Regions from separate parts of the Mus musculus genome. Here region 1 is linked to region 2. A link is a contact called in public promoter capture Hi-C data. All regions are on one chromosome and are shown on one strand. Each heading gives the region's core, a stretch centred on a gene start, on an enhancer-like site or on the middle of the called end of the contact. The rest is flanking DNA. Distances are from core to core; before and after follow the strand shown.

What was found. Promoter capture Hi-C pulls out the DNA fragments that hold promoters and counts their contacts.
Region 1: a contact with region 2 is called in a promoter capture Hi-C map of liver, with 2.4 times the contacts expected there. The contact joins the promoter of Bhmt here to the enhancer-like site in region 2. A contact is called at or near these places in 2 of 39 promoter capture datasets (both in liver), 1 of 484 Hi-C or Micro-C datasets (nephron progenitors), 2 of 115 datasets of contacts at active chromatin or transcription factors (regulatory T cells and thymic regulatory T cells) and 1 of 9 other capture datasets (adipose tissue).

The regions. Positions count from the first base shown.
Region 1 is chr13:93,635,747-93,639,262 of GRCm38.p6, reverse strand. Bhmt (betaine-homocysteine methyltransferase) reads left to right here and starts at 1,505. Exons shown (of 8, transcript NM_016668.3): 1 at 1,505-1,799. The coding sequence starts at 1,767.
Region 2 is chr13:93,427,195-93,430,906 of GRCm38.p6, reverse strand. It overlaps Jmy (junction-mediating and regulatory protein), which reads left to right. Exons shown (of 11, transcript NM_021310.3): 11 at 1-810. Among named protein-coding and RNA genes, the nearest start is that of Gm6109, 19 kb to the left of the region's middle. Within about 2 kb of position 1,451, at least 25 of the 459 cell types and tissues checked have an H3K27ac peak or open chromatin away from gene starts, as enhancers often do. A contact at or near this core is called in liver, where this site is marked.

The sequences.
Region 1 (3,516 bases), core at 256-2,755, 210 kb before region 2:
AAGTCTTCTTTTTTTTTTAAAGATGGTTTTATCCAGAGCAAGGACTTGAATTTGCAACAGCAGCTAGGACAATCTTTTTTTTTTTTAATTGCTGTATGATTATATTATTTACTAAAACTTCATGATTTGTTTCCAATTTAAATCTACTAGGTTTTGTTTGTTTGTGCATTGCCATTTTGCCTGCATATATGTCTGTGTGAGGGGAGGATATCAGATCCCCTGGAACTGGAGTTGCAGACAGTTGTGAGCTGCCATGTGAGTGCTGGGTATCAAACCCGAGTCCTCTGGAAGAACCGCTAGTGCTCGTAACCACTGAGCTATCCTTCTAGCCCAAAGCTACTAGTTTAAAATCCCCACTGTTTTGTAGGGTCTGGATATGTGTGTAAACCCAGGTAAAGCCCTCTAGTGCCTGGAGTCCCCAGTGTAGTGCACCAATATCGGCTATTACTGCTATAGACAGCAAGGGCATTCATTAACTATTACTTACTTAGCTTCTCCAGGACATTAGTGGGGGAAGATGTGGACCCTGCCAAAGATGGCATTAATGTACTGTGAATGTACCTCGTTCTTCCAGACTCCTGATAGTGTATAGGGTTGATGGATGGGGGTGGCGGGAGGGGCAGTAAAATATTGTCTGTCACTTGAATTAATTTCAATATATCTTTTCTCTCTTTTTTTCCATTTTTAAGTTTTTACATATTTATCAGAGGGAAATGGACTTGTAAAAAAGCTGTCTCATTGTATATCATTCATACATCACTTTAAACTTTTACCAATGTGTTGTCTGCTACTGTAATTTCTTCTGCATGTGTGCAATTGAGACCATTGTTCCGCAGGAGGAAAATAGCCTCCAGTGCTTATTTGTTGTCTTTAAGTATTTACTAATATGTTGGGCAGTTTTTGTAGGTGAGATCTCTAGTGTTTTTATATCATCGTGTTTTTTTTTTAAATATTTAGGGAATTATCATGAATCGCCAAAGGTTAAACACCTTTTTACATCAGCAGTCCGCTGCGCTCCACTGCACTGGAGGCTGCTTCTGGTTCCTCTGGGGTTTGCTTCGCTTTGGTTTTTCATGTGGAGCTTTAAGATCTTCAGGATCTTTTCCATTTTGCCTTTTACTTGTTAGACACTGTGCTTGTTAGATGGTGCCACGGTTACCAGAAACCGCCAAAAGCCTGCCTGTAAGGTCACTGAGAACAAACCCACTACTTGGAGGATTGGCACTGAGCGCTTCTGCAAAGGGCAAGTTATGTTACTTGTGCCAGATGTAGGTCATGCAGTTTACACTCTGTGCCAAGTTCTTGCCGGGCATCGCATCCTCATGCAATGATCTTGTATCTTCGCCTTTGTCAAATATTTGGTCACTGAGTGGAATTCTTGGGGGTATGGTCTGGCAGCTTAAGTGGGTCATGGATACCTGACCCCAGATCAAGGTCAGAGGCCTGCTATTGGACAAAGGTCAGTGTGCAGACGAGCTAGCAGCGACCTCAGTATTTTTTTCTTATCTTAACTTCGCGTTTCCACCCATCTAGGAGACCAATCTCGACTTCTCCTCCCACAGGCAGCTTCCCAGCTAGCCCCTGGCCTAATTCAAAGGCTGGTGGGCGTGTTCCCTGCCTGAGGCCATGTGTTGGACCTGGCCAAGGCTAGGGAACTCTAGCTGCTGTATAAAGAGACCAGCAGCGGCCCAGCAGCACAGACTTTGCTGGGAACAGCTACCCTCCAATCCGCAGCTGTGTTCAGCGCCACTCACTACACCGGAAAGATGGCACCAGTTGCTGGCAAGAAGGCCAAGAAGGTGAGTGTGCAGGGAGCCGGAGAGAGCTCTCAATACACCATCAGCTGGGTACCCCCAATGTCAGCAAGCGCAGAGAGGTGCTTGGAGCCTGGCTGTGGCCCAGCATCCTTCTAGTTGGCAGTGTTAGGTCAAAAGGGGCACTCAGAACTTTGAGTTCTGACTGGGGGTTTCTTCTAACAATAGTGTATTCTATATGGTCTCTGGCCCTCCTGCACTTCTGGCTCCACCTTGGACCTATCTGTGGAGTGACACAAGGCACAAGACAGCCACTTTGGATGTCAGGGTGCTCCCTTCAGCCCATCAGACTCAACCCTTCATGAGTGCAGCACCCCTAAAGACCAGAGAAATATCCCAGAGAAGCTGCTCATGGATCCAGGGGTGCAATTTCCCACAGTGGGAGTTGGCTCTGGCTGGTGGCTTGCCGGGTGCAGGAGGGGCAGGCAGCTGCAGAGCCGGCCCGATTGCCTTACGGTTTCAGAAACAAATAAGTAGAATGGTTTTAAGACGCTGAGGAAGGACTGTTCACAGAATTCTAAAAAAACAAAATGCCTGCTGGACCCAGGAGGTCAGTCCAAATCTGACCTTCTGTGTTAGGGGATGTAGGCATAGATGGGGATAATATACTTGGATCTGATATCAAACCCAGGCACACAAGACCTCAGGAGGTGGCTGGGAGACAGATGGAGCCAGGCTGACCATAACCCTCAGTTCTCCCCTGCTGGGGAACCACCTGAGTGTGCCCAGTTTGTAAAGGGACAAACACCAATTCAAAAAGACATCTATGGGAGGGGGAGGAAGAAAGCTAACCCTGTTAAAATGTAAACACCATGCCCCTGAGGGAGACTTCATGCCAGTGTGTGAGAAGGGTATGTGAGTCAAGTAAGGTTTCAATTACTGCCAGTCCATAGATTTACTAAATGATGTCCCCTGAAGACTACAAAGATGGCTTATCACACCACACACACACACACACACACCTCTTCTTTGATCCCATTTGTAAAACCATGGATTCTAATCCACTTCCCAAATTCAAGTTTACAAATGTCACCAGCCTCTCTACTAGGGGCTGATGGGGCATGGATGAAATCCCAGCACTCAGGAGAAAGAGGCAAGAGGTTCAGAGTTCAAGACCAGTCTAGGCTACACAGTGCTACAATGTCTGAAAACACAATACAGTGGGGGGAGGGGCAAGATGGGGGAATTTTTAGAGAATTATCAAGAACAGAATTGAGTGGCATAAGGGCACCTCCCCAATACCTCTGTTTCCATATAAATGTTAAAAAACGAGGGCTAGGCCGGGCGTAGTGGCGCACACCTTTAATCCTAGCACTTGGGAGGCAGAGACTGGTGGATTTCTGAGTTCAAGGCCAGCCTGGTCTACAAAGTGAGTTCCAGGACAGCCAGGGCTACACAGGGAAACCCTGTCTCGAAAAACAAACAAACAAACAAACAAAAACGAGGGCTACAGCTATACAGAGAAACCCTGTCTCAAAAAAACCAAAAAAAAAAAAAAAAATTAAAAAAACCTAGGGCTATAGTATGCATTTAAAAGATATGACAAGGACACTTATTAATTGCAAAATAAAATCTGGATAAAATAAAAAGAACAGCATCTGCAACATTTTGATATACATTCTGCTAGTTGTCCAGGCAAATATATGCTTTAAAAGAATAAGCTGATGTTAAATATGTTCTTTTAATAATTTACATACACACA
Region 2 (3,712 bases), core at 202-2,701:
TAACTGTCAAGGGGTGTAATGCGGCATTTTAGGTTTCTCCATGCAAATTCCTTTGTCTTTCCTATGAAGTCTTTGCAGTTACCGGTGGCATTTCCCTTTCCTGTGGTTTCCCCTTATTTTGTGTGATGTAACAAGGGTTGCATCCTATAGCAGTTTCTTACAATGTTTTCGACACAGTCCCCACTGCCTTGTTGAATCTCTCTCTGTACTGTATGCACTGCCAAGTGTGAGACCATAATATGTAGTTTAATGAGAAACGGAAGGATGCAGGTCAGTTTGCATGAGTAAAGCCCACTGGGGCTACATAAACTGACACTTTTGTCATTTTACCCAGTTGTGGGTAAATGAAGACTACAATGGCAGACTGACTCACCATTACTTGCTTTGTGCAATGTTATAAAGGCAAAACACTATGCACTATGCTTGGCTTTACAGATGGCATTCCCACCATGACATTAAGTGGATTGTCCACAGCATACTATAAATGCCATCTCTTGCAAATTTATATACGTAAATATGCTCAATTAACACTTAAGTATTACAAGTATAAGGAAACTACTAAGCAGGCATTTATAGCAATACTATGAAATCTCCAATCACTGTTTTGACTGTCGCCTTCTCCTTAGTGCAGCCTTTCTGCATCGTAGTTGCTGCTTTTTTACATTTCACACTCCTGACTTCAGAGTTAAGTACTTGCTCATCCAGTGTTGCACTCACCTTTCTTATTGTACATGCAATGTAACAACACACAGTTTTGGTGCTTAACAATATTCCTTTTTTTCTTTAATAAAGGATATTTATTTGAATTAACTTGATTTTGTTTGTTTATATATTATCACCAGTAACTTTTCATTTCAAAATGGAGCATAGCAATATGGTACAAGTTTAGTAAGTTTATTAGTTACTTCCTTGACAAGGGGCAACCTTGGGAGAGAGCTTATTTGGCTTAGAGTTTAGGGGAACAAGTCCATGACGGCCTGGTCACGAAACAGACCCCTTGTGTTCAGCTTGCTTTCTCCTTTCCGTTCAGTCCAGGTAACCACGGGATGGTGTCCACACATTCACTGAAAGTCTTTCTTCGTCAGTTACACCTTTGCAAAAACATTCATAGGTATTTCCAATGCTGCATTCCCATAATGATTCACAATTAACCAGATTCCTGGACTGTCCACCCCTGAACTGTTTCTTCCTTGAATGCTATTATGAAACAGTCATGGCAGCTTTACTTGTACAGCATCCTTCTCCAAACTCAGAGATCTTTTCAATGTCTTCATTTCAGGAGTTCATGAATTTAAAGAGATTATCTTCATACTTGGAAATAGTTACTAGAGGCCAGCAGACACTGGCCACCTTCTGTCCTAATAGTGCAGTAGCAGAACAGGTAGGATCTACTTATTCCCCAAGGCATGGGACTTGGATTAGCACTATGTTTTATGTAACCGAATGCCAGATCATGGCAGATTTTAGGTTAGGAGCCTAGCTGCTTGGAGGACAGCCCTGCACAGAGCCCTGTGGTTCTGAGGTCAGGTTTGTCCAGTTGGCAGCTACTCCCCATAAATGGATCATTTTCATGCTGCAACAAAGACCCAGATGTCTGGTAGACCAGGTTTTCCAGTCATTCACATTATTCTCCTCAGTATTTGGTCTTGGAGTCCAGCTCTGATCCTCTTTTCAGACAAGGCTCTTATGTCTGTGCAATGCAGGGCTCAGCTCTATTATCTTTGAGCCAAGACATAACTACAACGTCCCTAAACTGTCAGAAAAGGTGGCCATAGTGTTGTATGTCCCGATACCTGAAGGTTTTTTACCTGCTCTGACTTGCTTTCTTGTTACCTAAGTTTTAAGGGCTACTCCCCAGCTCATACTACCTTTATGAGCATTAAACTTAGGCTTTCATAATGGCTGAGCTAAAAACCTAACTTATTCAGTGATTCTTCTGGATAGGTGGTTTTCTTCTGGCCTATGACTCTTTTCAGCTCACTAGCACTCCATGTCCAGCTGTTTAATGAGTTCTTCATTTGAATCTCTGATCCAGAAATGGTGTCCTTGACTATCCCTGTTAAGGTAAACCCAGACCTGTCCACTTTTCCCCACTTTGCACAGTTCATGAACTATTGCCCTTAGACCTTTCGATCTCTGCCCACATCTGACTCTCAGTCTTACCAGAGTTGACTCTGACCTCCCCTTTGGCATAAAGCCATCTTCTGGTTTCGATCTTCATCTTTCAGCCATTCTGTGGCAATGGCTTCCACATGGTCTTTCCACTGTTTTGCCTCTGCATAGCTCTATAGAGTGGTTGAGTCATGCATGCACCCACCCTGTGGTGCATTCTGTGGACTCCAGGAGATTAACTTAACCTCTGCCAACTGCTCCTCTGCCTCCTGAGCTCTCTGTAGACAAACTGCTGGAGCTCTAAGCAAAACTTCTCCTCTTTTTTTCCTCTCCTCTCTTCCTCCCAAGTTCCTCCCACCCTCAACTTCCCTTGATTATATTGTTTCCTCTAAGTAGGACTGAAGCATCCACTTTTTGGTCTTCCTTCCTCTTGAGCTTCATGTGTTAGTTGTATTATGGTTATTCCACGGTCTTTGCCTAATATCCACTTATCAGTGCGTACCATGTGTGTTCTTTTGTGACTGAGTTACCTCACTCAGAATGTTATCTTCTAGATCCAGCCATTTGCCTGCGAATTTCATGAAGTAGAATAGATGTTCAGAATTAAGAGTTAATCTTGGTAGATTTTTCTTTGAGTATGAAGTGTCCTTACCTTTATAGATAACTTGGTTGAAAGCCCATTTTACTCAACATTAGAGTGGCTTGACATTAGAGCTTGTCTCTTGGGACCACTTGCTTGGAAAGTTGTTTTCCAGCCTCATGCTCTGAGGCAGTGTCTGTCTTTGTCACTGAGGTGCCTTTACTGTATGCAGCAAATGTTGGGTCCTGTTTGTGTATCCAGTCTGTTGTTCTATGTTTTTTTATTGGGGAATTGAGTCCATTGATGTTAAGATATTAAATATTAAATGATAGTGATTGTTGCTTCCTGTTATTTTTGTTGTTAGAGGTAGAATTATGTTTGTGTGGCTATCTTCTTTTGGGTTTGTTGAAAGTCAATTACTTTCTTTTTCTAGGGTATAGTTTCCCTCCTTATGTTGGAGTTTTCCATCTATTATCCTTTGTAGGGCTGGATTTGTGGAGAGATATTGTGTAAATTTGGTTTTGTCATAGAATATCTTGGTTTCTCCATCTATGGTAATTGAGAGTTTTTCTGGGTATTGTAGCCTAAGCTGGCATTTGTGTTCTTTTAGGGTCTATATACCATCTGCCCAGGATCTTCTGGCTTTCATAGTCTCTGATGTAAAGTCTGGTGTAATACTGATAGGTCTGCCTTTATATGTAACTTGACCTTTTTACTTTACCGCTTTTAATATTGTTTTGTGCATTTGGTGTTTTGACTATTGTATGACAGGAGGAATTTCTTTTCTGGTCCAGTCTATTTGGAGTTTTGTAGGCTTCTTGTATGTTCATGGGCATCTCTCTCTCTTTAGGTTGGGGAACTTTTCTTCTCTAAATTTTTTGCAGATATTTACTGGCCCTTTAAGTTGGGAATCTCCATTCTCTTCTATACCTATTATCCTTAGGTTTGGTCTTCTCATTGTGTCCTGGACTTCCTAGATGTTATGGGTTAGAAGATTTTTGCATTTCGCCTGTTGTGTCA